Regions from separate parts of the Mus musculus genome. Here regions 2 and 3 are each linked to region 1. A link is a contact called in public Hi-C and HiChIP or PLAC-seq data. All regions are on one chromosome and are shown on one strand. Each heading gives the region's core, a stretch centred on a gene start, on an enhancer-like site or on the middle of the called end of the contact. The rest is flanking DNA. Distances are from core to core; before and after follow the strand shown. Region 1 holds the start of Dedd (death effector domain-containing). Region 2 holds the start of Uap1 (UDP-N-acetylglucosamine pyrophosphorylase 1). Region 3 holds the start of Kcnj9 (potassium inwardly-rectifying channel, subfamily J, member 9).

What was found. Hi-C and Micro-C count contacts between places; a contact is called where the count stands out from the background. HiChIP or PLAC-seq counts read pairs in DNA pulled down with a chosen protein or histone mark.
Region 2: a contact with region 1 is called in a FOXA1 HiChIP or PLAC-seq map of pancreatic cancer cells. The contact joins the promoter of Uap1 here to the promoter of Dedd in region 1. A contact is called at or near these places in 1 of 39 promoter capture datasets (liver), 1 of 484 Hi-C or Micro-C datasets (cardiomyocytes) and 1 of 115 datasets of contacts at active chromatin or transcription factors (pancreatic cancer cells).
Region 3: a Hi-C map of cerebellum shows a contact between it and region 1, with 2.2 times the contacts expected there. The contact joins the promoter of Kcnj9 here to the promoter of Dedd in region 1. A contact is called at or near these places in 3 of 39 promoter capture datasets (cranial neural crest, liver and pre-B cells), 1 of 484 Hi-C or Micro-C datasets (cerebellum), 1 of 115 datasets of contacts at active chromatin or transcription factors (astrocytes) and 1 of 9 other capture datasets (liver).

Annotation. Positions count from the first base shown.
Region 1 is chr1:171,327,503-171,330,568 of GRCm38.p6, reverse strand. Dedd (death effector domain-containing) reads right to left here and starts at 1,424. Exons shown (of 6, transcript NM_001128609.1): 1 at 1,043-1,424.
Region 2 is chr1:170,173,419-170,176,484 of GRCm38.p6, reverse strand. It overlaps Uap1 (UDP-N-acetylglucosamine pyrophosphorylase 1), which reads left to right and starts at 1,521. Exons shown (of 11, transcript NM_001305045.1): 1 at 1,521-1,735.
Region 3 is chr1:172,327,678-172,330,743 of GRCm38.p6, reverse strand. Kcnj9 (potassium inwardly-rectifying channel, subfamily J, member 9) reads left to right here and starts at 1,422. Exons shown (of 4, transcript NM_008429.3): 1 at 1,422-1,609; 2 at 2,646-2,746.

The DNA.
Region 1 (3,066 bases), core at 175-2,674:
TCCAGAGCCTCCACCTTGGTATATAAGGCTCCAGAAAAGTCTCTTTCCCTATTCTTGTAATGCTAATTGCAAGAAAAGAAAAAAAGAAACCTAGGAAAGAGCTTTACTAATCTCCCTATTTGTAACCAGGAAAAACAAGGAAGCAAGCGGGTGTTTTGGAAAGCAAATCCGGTTGAACCCTCATTCAACCCCAATTCTCCAAACCCACATGACCATTCCTTTCTGCCCTTCCCACCCTATTAAAAGCTAAGCGCCTGGCAATTAAAATTGGCTGCAACTGATACTGCTTAACTCTGCTGCCCTTCCACAGGGGGGAAAGGGAAACCCCCAAACCCTCTATCACCCGTGCAGCTCCACTGCCCTATCTTCCCCCCTTCCTTTCAAACTTTCCTCCGGGTCTCTCACTTTCTACGTTACCCCGGCACATCGCCACTCTCTCCATCCGCCAAGCCCCGCTTCTCTTCTCCTCTTCCACCCCAATTCTCCCCTTAGGCCCTTCCGCTTCCAATTTGAACACTTTGAAAAACCTCCCTCCGGCACACGTCTCAAGTCCAATCCAACCCCCCCCCCCAACCCCCGCCACCTCCCACGTCCTCACCACGGCGCTCACGGGAGTCCAGCCCTCCCTGCAGCCACATGCCACCAGCCCCCGTCCCCTCCACACCCTCAACCTCTCCCTCCGGCTCCTACCCCTTCCCCAGCGCTGGCTCGCAGCCCCGCTCCCCACCTCGGCCTCTTTACTGCCCCTGGCCTGGGCCAGCCTGGGCCCTTGTTTACGCCCCTCCCCAGGCTCGCACTCCTGCGCCCCGACCCCTGCCCTCTCCCACAGTTGCCATCTCCCCTGCACGCCCCCCTCGGCCGCTCCCCTTCCCCCACCTCGCAGCGTCCCGTCACCTCCCTCTCCGGAGGTTCTCCGGGCTGGACGTCGCCACCGCCTCCCCCTTCCACTTTCCTTCCCCAAGCCCTTGGCGGCCCCGCCCGGCCCCGCCCCGTCCCACTCGACTCCCCCTCCCCACGCCGGCCGGCCGCCCCGCCGCCTCACTCTCGGCTCAGCCTCGGCGCCGCCATGTTGGATCCATCCGCGCCGCTCTCCGGGGCCTGCGCCTCACGGAGCCGCATCCGGGCTCCAGCCGCCGCCGCCTCCGCCGCCGCCGCCGCCGCCGCGGGCGTGGGGGAGGGGAGGGCCGGGCGGGGGTGGCTGCATCCTGCACAGCGCCTCCCGGAACCTGGCCGGTTAGTGTCGGCTTCGAGACCATAACGAGGCATGAGCGGAGGAGCCATACTAGGTGAGGGCAGCCTGGCAGCGGCATTAAGCGGGGAGTGGGTAGCTTCACGTCGGCAAGAGAGGCTGGAGACTGGCAGCCATCTTGCTTAGGGGCAAGCTGGCAACGCAGGGTTCTCCTAACGGCGGCGGCGGGGAGGTTCTAAGAAGCGGAGAGAGAACGTATTTGAAGGTGGAAGCCTTGGTGGCGCCCGAGCTGGCTGGTATCGGGCTCGAAGGCCCTCGGGAGAGAGGGGCTGGCAGCCATGATACGTAAGGGCGGAATCGGCCGGGGGTCGGACTGCCCGGTGAACTGAGGTGAAAGGTCACGATCTGGAGTTCACCTTTGCCTTGAACTTCCTGTCACTCTGACGTTCTGAAACCCGAACCTCGCAGCCGCGCTTCTCACCCTCTCTCGGAATTCATCCCTTCAGTGTTTTCCTTTTGAGCTCCCATTTTCCTATGGAAAAGTCGCCTCAGCTGACGGGTGAAGGACGGCTGAGAATTGAATTGGGGGTGGGATGGGCTCGAGTATGTTCTGGAGCTGCCGAGAGCCTGCTGTGGCTAAAGGAAGAGGTAATACAAAGGGCTTTGAGATAGGGAGCTATGACTCAAGACCTTGCAAATTTATTTTATCCTAAGGGCAGTCGAAGAGGCTTTGAAGGGTCTAAACAGAGGTGTGAACAGTTAGTTATATTTGTATTGTAGAGAGATCACAGCTTGCCAGCTCTGGGCATGTTAGTGCCAGCCTGAAGCCTGAGGCAGGAGGATTACTTGAGCCCTGGAGATGGAGACCAATTTGGACTTAATTTAAGCGAAGAAGACCGCAAGGATGTTAGAGCACTGTAGAAGAATGCGTTCTTAGCACGGTTAGGCCTGACGTTCGGTCCCTGGGGAGTGGAGCTGGGTAGGGAGAGAGATCAATTATGAAGCTAAAGAAGAGACAGTGGCGATGTGTAGGTAGGAAGGCATGTGTTGGATAAGGAAATATGAGTGTCCTGACTTGAATAACTGGGTTACGTTATTTTTAGTTTCAAGAGATCTGCGGGATATCTTTTAGGCAAGTATATATGAATTAGTGTGGTTTGAAACCAAGAAAGTTGAAAGTGTGCTTGCGCATGTCTGGATATTCTTGGAGCCATAAGAGAGAAAAATGGCCTAAAGAGGAGGATGTGTGCATTCGAGGAGTGAGATGAGGGAAGGAAGCAGAAAATAGGACAGCGAGGAGGCACAGACAGGAAGCCAGACAGAGAAAAGTATCAAGGAAACTTGTTACAAGTATCAAGAGTAAGCGATTAGGTAAGATGTGGACTAAAATGTGTGGTTCGGAATGTGGAAGAAATGAAGGTCACTAGGTAAACTTGGAGAAAGTTGTTACATAGAGGTATAGGGTAACAACCAGATCCAAGTGGAAAGATACAATGTGTAAAAAGTTTTGTGGCTACTCACACTAAGGTTTGTAATCCCAGTTTTCAAGAAGCGGGAGGATGGGATTTGAGGCAAAACTGGACCTATTTAATGAGCAACAGACCAGCCAGACCCAGTAGTAAAAAGGCAAAAGTAAAAAGCCCTTTTCTCAGTGTTTATTGGGGGGAGGGGGAGAAGTGGGGGAGCTGTCAGTAAGTTGTCGTGTGGAGGAGAATTTAAAAGAAAAAGGAAGGTTTTCACCAGTTTGTAGTAGTGCATACCTTTAATTCCAGAGGCAGAAACAGGCAGATCTCTGAGTCAAGGCCAGCCTGGTCTACAGAGTGAGTTCCAGGACAGCCAGGGCTACACAGAGAAACCCTGCCTCAAACAAGAGGGAA
Region 2 (3,066 bases), core at 272-2,771, 1.2 Mb after region 1:
ATCTGAGCCTTTGCTGCTGCACTCACGGCCGTCCCTTAGGAAGAAGGAGCACGTCTCTCCCCTGCCTCTCTCATTGTATTGGAATCCCTTGAAGAAATAGACTCTTGATTCCCCTGTAGAGTCTATTGTAAGTTCTACTGTAGAATAACTCAATAAATAAATACGTTTTGGACAATATGCTCTTTATTGACTGCTGTAGCCGCCAATTTCTTTCTAAGAGAATGCTTCTACCCCAGGGACTTGCACACATAAAGAAGGTCAAGAGATTCTGGGCAACCCCATTGTGGGCAGGCTCTGAATTCTTCACTTAAGACTCGGTACTTTCCAAGCTGGAAGTATGAAAACTAGAGAACACACCCGTGTTGTTAGTCTTGCTCCAGGAAGGCACACCTACCACTATCAACAGCACTGTGGGTGCCATTTACAGCTTCTCAGGCGACGTGGCGTTCTGACAGGATTCCAGAGAGCATGCAAGGCTAAGGCCAAGCAAATACTGCTAATAATATATCATGTCCTTCCTTGATCCTGTTCCACCAAGCTGTTTATCCATCTAATCTCTCAAAGCCACAAAGGTGCCTTAACAGATGGGCAACTACGTTTTTATTTACAAATGATACCCCTTGTTAAATGATATTTCTAAATGACATAAATTGATAGTAAAGTCTGGATTAAAAATGAATACGCAAGAATGACTAAGAAAACACTGAAAATGTAAAATGAGGAAGCCTATCCACCTGATGGAAAACATCCTGATATGTTAAATTTAGTTGCTTTTGACATCTCAACAAATTGGACTCTCGTTTCAAAACCTGCAAAAACCCAACATAATAGCTCTAAATATAAATGCAACTTCATAACACTGAGATTATAGCCTGCACATGCACATCTGCTGCCTATGCTGTAACAGGACAGTTGAATTTTAGCTCTCCTCTCCTAGCTAAGTTCTTGCTCTCTGGGCCGGTTCTCCCTGACTGGCACATTTTGCATGGCCTCGGGTCATCTAATCCCTTTTGATTGCATTTCGTTCACTAGTCGCTGTGCAAAAGGCAACCCGGCTGTGTCGACACCCAAGAGACTCCGAAGACAATGGCAGAGGAAGCCCGGGTCACTGGCAAACAGGTATGTGGAGAATTAGAGACAAAATCAGCTAGCTTAAGGTCACAGGCCTGCCTTGGAGGGATCTCTGCCTAGAAACCGGCGGGTCTTTCCCAACCACACCCGTGGGCGTTCGGAAATCCGTCACTTGAAGACTCACTGCCAGCGCCGCGCTCCCTACCAGGCGCTCTGATCCGCCCCGGGTGACCGAGAGGACCCGCCCTGCAGTTTGTCCTTAAGGTGGCGCCTGGCCTCACCTCCCCGCGAAGCCGCGCGCGTAGCCGGCCCCGCCCCTGCTAGTGCGTGGGGGGCGGTACCACAGACTGACAGGATCCTTGGCCATCCTATTGGGCAAGAGTCTGAGTGACGTAAAGAGGCTCCTCCTTCCTGTCGCCGGTGCCCGCCCCTTTGGCTGTTCTCGGTCGCTGACGTGTCGGGCCGGCAGGCTTCCGCTCCGCCCCTGGGCCGCAGCCACTCACCGCGGCGGGAGGGGCCGGGTGGCCGGGGCCCGCGCTCCCCTCGGCCGCTGCTCGTGGCCCGCCCCGCCGCCCCGGCCCCTCGGATGACAGTATATATTCCAGGCGGGCGCGGGACACGGGCGAGTAGCCGAGCCGAAGGAGCCGCGGGATTGTCGAGGGAGGTAGGGACCCCCTTCACGCGCGCGCTCCCATGCCTAGCGCGGGGACCCGGCTACGCGTTGCCGCACCTTGCTCGGCGTCCGCTGCTCGGAGCTCCGGAGAGGCGTGGGCTGTGTCGCGGCGGGGCGGGGATGCGCGCGCGGAGGGTCTTGGGGGAGACCTGAGGGAGGAGGCTTGGGTGATGATGGAGTTCCCGGCGCTTGTCAGCGCTGTTTTTGAGTTGGGGGAAGAGGAGCCAGGAGGGTTTCAGGCTAGGGCCCGGGCATAGTTGTGCCACTTCTGGGGTTCACCGGTGGGAATAAGTGATCGCTGTTACTGTTGGGAAAGCGCGTTGGGGTGTTTTGAACCCACGAGGGTAAGAATTGATAGTTCCGACCAGGACAGTGGATCCCAATGGGGGATGTGACTAGCACAGGACCCGCTTGCCTTCGCTTGATACTGATAGTGAGAGAGGTTCAGATTTCAGGGTTTTCCCCTCAGTTGGACTGGAGGAACGGTGAGGCTGAGAGCACACATATGCTCTAGAAGATTTTTTAAAAGTTTGGTGTGAAGGCTGACTGGCCTTCATCGGCATACTATGAGATCTGATATCCGATGGTAATGATCATGCATTTATGAGAGGCACAAGTTTAAGGACTTGGAGGTGAAGTTCACTGGGCTTGGATCCAAGAGTTTGCAGCAAACCAAAAGCATTTATCCATTTCGTTATTAGTTGACTCACTTGGCTGAGGGAAAAGACTTCATAGTCTGTCCTGTTAGTTAGTGGTTAGGACTCAAGTCAGTCTCAGTACCATTCCTCCCCACCCCCACCCCAGCCCCTCCCCTCCCCTCTTTTTTCCTGTTTCGTTTGTTTGTTTGTTTGTTTCCGAGACAGGGTTTCTCTGTGTAGCTTTGGTTGTTGGAACTCACTCTGTAGACCTGGCTGGCCCAGAATTCAGAGATCCATTTACCTTAAAGATATGTACCGCCACTGCCTGGCTCCATGTGTCCCCCCCACCCCACCCCCACCCCCCAAAGCGATTTACTAACCCACCCTGAGGACATATAGCAGCAGAGGTGGGGGTGGAATTGGGAAATACTGGACGTCCTTAATGTGGCATTTAAATTCTAATAAAGGCATGTTTGATAATGGTTTGTTGGGTATGTTGATCCAGGTGTGTTAGGTTGTAGGCACACACCAAATTTAGTCATAATTTCTAGTGCAGACTTTTGTTCTTAGTATAAAAATCCACGTCTTTTTAATTCTCTTCTCTATTGCTGTATACCATTTGAATTTAGTTACACACACACAGCTCTCAAGAAAAATGAGTAGGAGATGCAGTACTATGGTTAT
Region 3 (3,066 bases), core at 173-2,672, 1.0 Mb before region 1:
GTCCCTCATGAAACCTGGAATTCACCAGTTTGTTGGGGCTAACTGGCCAGTGAGCTCTGGGCATCCTCATGTCTCTGCCTTCTCAGCTGGGATTCCACGTGTTTGCCACCACATCCTGCATTTACACGGGTGCTGAGAACCCAAGCTCAGGTCCTCATCAGTAGGGCAAGCACTTAACTGACTGGGCCATCTTCCCAGGCTCTTCTCTTGCTGTACAATTAAAAGTACTCTTTGAAAAAGTCTTTTAAATATGCATGCCTATATTTCCAGCACCGAGGAAGTGGAGCCAACCTGGGCTAGACAGTAAGACCTGGTCTTGGGGGTGGGGAACACCTAACAAAAACAAAAACAAAAACAAAAACAAAAACAAAAAACACCCAAAAACATTAAATGAAGAGCCAGGGCAGTGACAAGACACGTGACTCCCCAATCTCTGTCCAACTCTGGAATTCAATAGGCTACTTTTTCTGTTTTCCTCATCCATAAATAGAAAAAGGGATAACTGTCTCACAGGATTGTCACAGAAATTAAATGAGATTCTGCTGGATGGATTAGCAGTAGGAGCATGTAGCAGCAGACCTGTGCAACTCTGTGTCTTTCCACTGATGGCATCATAGGCTGCTGCTGGGCAAGGACCTGTTCATTTCATAATCGCCTCTACCTAGCCCAGTATGTGGTGTTTGAGCCCCCTAAGTCTGCTGGGTTGATGGTAAGAGCTAGCCTAGACTTCTCTCTCTCTCTGTTGGACATTTGAGGGTTTTCTCAACTTTTTGCTATGAGCAAAGTACATCTCAAACCTCTTTTATTTACATCACCTAATTTGATCTGCATCCCAGGTGAAGCCAGCAGAAGAGGGCTGTTTGCCCACGCCCACACTCTGAGACAGACAGAATCACTATGGCTCAGAGAAGTGAAGGGACCTCTTCGGGTCACAGGTATATCAGTGGTGGTGATGACGATGGCGGAGCCTCTGGCCCTGCTTCTCTAGCCCCTACCTCTGCAGACCTTTTTCTCTCTGTCTGCTGCCTTCTGCATCAGAGGTCTCTTAAAAAAATTGCAGCCTTGTCACGCTGGGCCTGGTCCTTCTGTCCGCTGTCTGGAGGGCAGCACCTTTGCCCAGTGGTCCCTGCTGGGGATTGTGAACTGCAAACTCCCAGATGGCCTCTGAAATCAAATATTTTATTTCCAATGCCTCTATTTTCCCAGAATGAGGAGCACACCAGTCCCCCCACACACACACTTGCTTTCGTCCCTATAAAGAGGTGAGGAGATGACTCTCCGTGTCCAGGAGGAAGGACTTTGGCTAAAAATAGCTGTGGCGTGTGGATTAGCCAGAGTGGTACCCAGGACTGGGAAAGGGAGGGGGACGCTGTGGAGCTGTAGCCAGACTGGTTGCCATAGAAACGAGAGAGGAGCAGGGGAACCTGGGAAGTGGGGATGACACAGATACCAAGTCCTAGTCTGAGCTGCCGTTACATTCAGGAGAAACAGCAGTGTCGGCGGCTCCCAATCTCAGAGGGAACCTAGGGTACTGGGGGAGATGGTGTCAGGGACATGGACGCCAACCCCCAAGGGTCCCTGCTGCTGGCTACTCTTCTCTCCAGGCTCTGTGAGTTGAGTTGTGGGACTTGGGGTTTGGGCCCCTATTTCTGAGCCAAGAGGGGTTTGGGTGGAGCTGCTCCCAGAGGGACTTCTCCCCGACAGACCCCTTTCCAAAAGATAAGCCCCCTGTACTGGCCAGCGCTCTCTAGAGGGAGGTGGAGTACTCCAAGATAATGTGGTGCTCGGATCTTACTGAAAGGGGTCACAGCATGCCCAAGAACTGTGGTCGGAAGAACTGGAGTTATTTGGAGGGAAGAGGAAGAAATGAAGACGTTGCTCTTCAGGTGGTGGACACCGCACACCTTTCCTGTCCCATGAAGAAGAGAGCTTTTCTCGAGATGGCAATGGCTAGGATGTCATCAGTAGGCTCCCTGGGCAGTCGTGTTCTGGGGATGATCAGACACTGGGAATCCTTCCCCATTCCTGGCCGTAGATGGAGGTCAGATCACCTTAGACCCTACGAAGACTGTCTAGAAGCCCACCTGAAGTTAATACTAGGATGAAAGAGACCTGGGGTCTCGAGGCACTGAAAACTTACAGATGAGGTGCAGAGGACATCCTGGGCTGCAGAGAGGGAAAAACAAGCCTGCTTGCTGTTGGGGGAGGGGAAGATCTTAATCTGCCATTGCCGAAGTGTTCCCAGGTCATGTCTCCTGACTTCCATGGAAAATAAGTGTGTGGGGTTACAAACCATCTTTTTGGGTTTTTTTCCTTGTGCCTTTCTTTAACATACACACACCCTCCAAAGGTCTGCTGGCTACAGAACACTTGGCTCCAAAGTTTAAAAATGGAATGTCGGGTTTGTGGGTATATATTCATGCAGTTTCTCCCTAGGATCTGGTCAAACATCCAAACCATCTGAGATCCTTATGTCACATTTCTGCCCCCACAGGGCCACCTGCTCTCCCCACTTCCCCAGCCTTCCTGCCCCACCCCTCACCCTGAATGGGAGGAGATGGCAAATCCCAGGAAAGAGAAAGGAAGGTTGATGAGTCTTAATCCTTATTCTACAGACTTCTGTTCATATGGTCCATATCTCCTAGGGGACCCTGAAAGCCTAGGAACCGACTCTGGCCATCCATCTCTCCGGGAAGATTATAACCCAGAGTGCTTCTCAGGGGGGAAGAATTTGAAGCAAAACCAGGTGGGTTTTGCTTGGAATCTGGGCTTTGTGTGGAATGTGGGCTTTGGGACATATGGCAGGAGTGGGTGGGGTTGCTGGTAGGGTAGTAAATGCAAATCAGGAAATTGGTAGGGGGGGTCGATGTGGGTGTTTGGTGTTTCGATTGGTCTGATTTCTTATCTCTTAGAAGAATACGAATCTGAGAGATACTAGACTAGCGTAACTCTGGATGGCTTGGCGCCTCCTTCATCCTTGCCGTGGGCAGTTGACCTCACTCGTCATCCTTGCCGTGGGCAGTTGACCTCACGCATGGCCCCCAATCTCCTATTGCCAACCCTTTT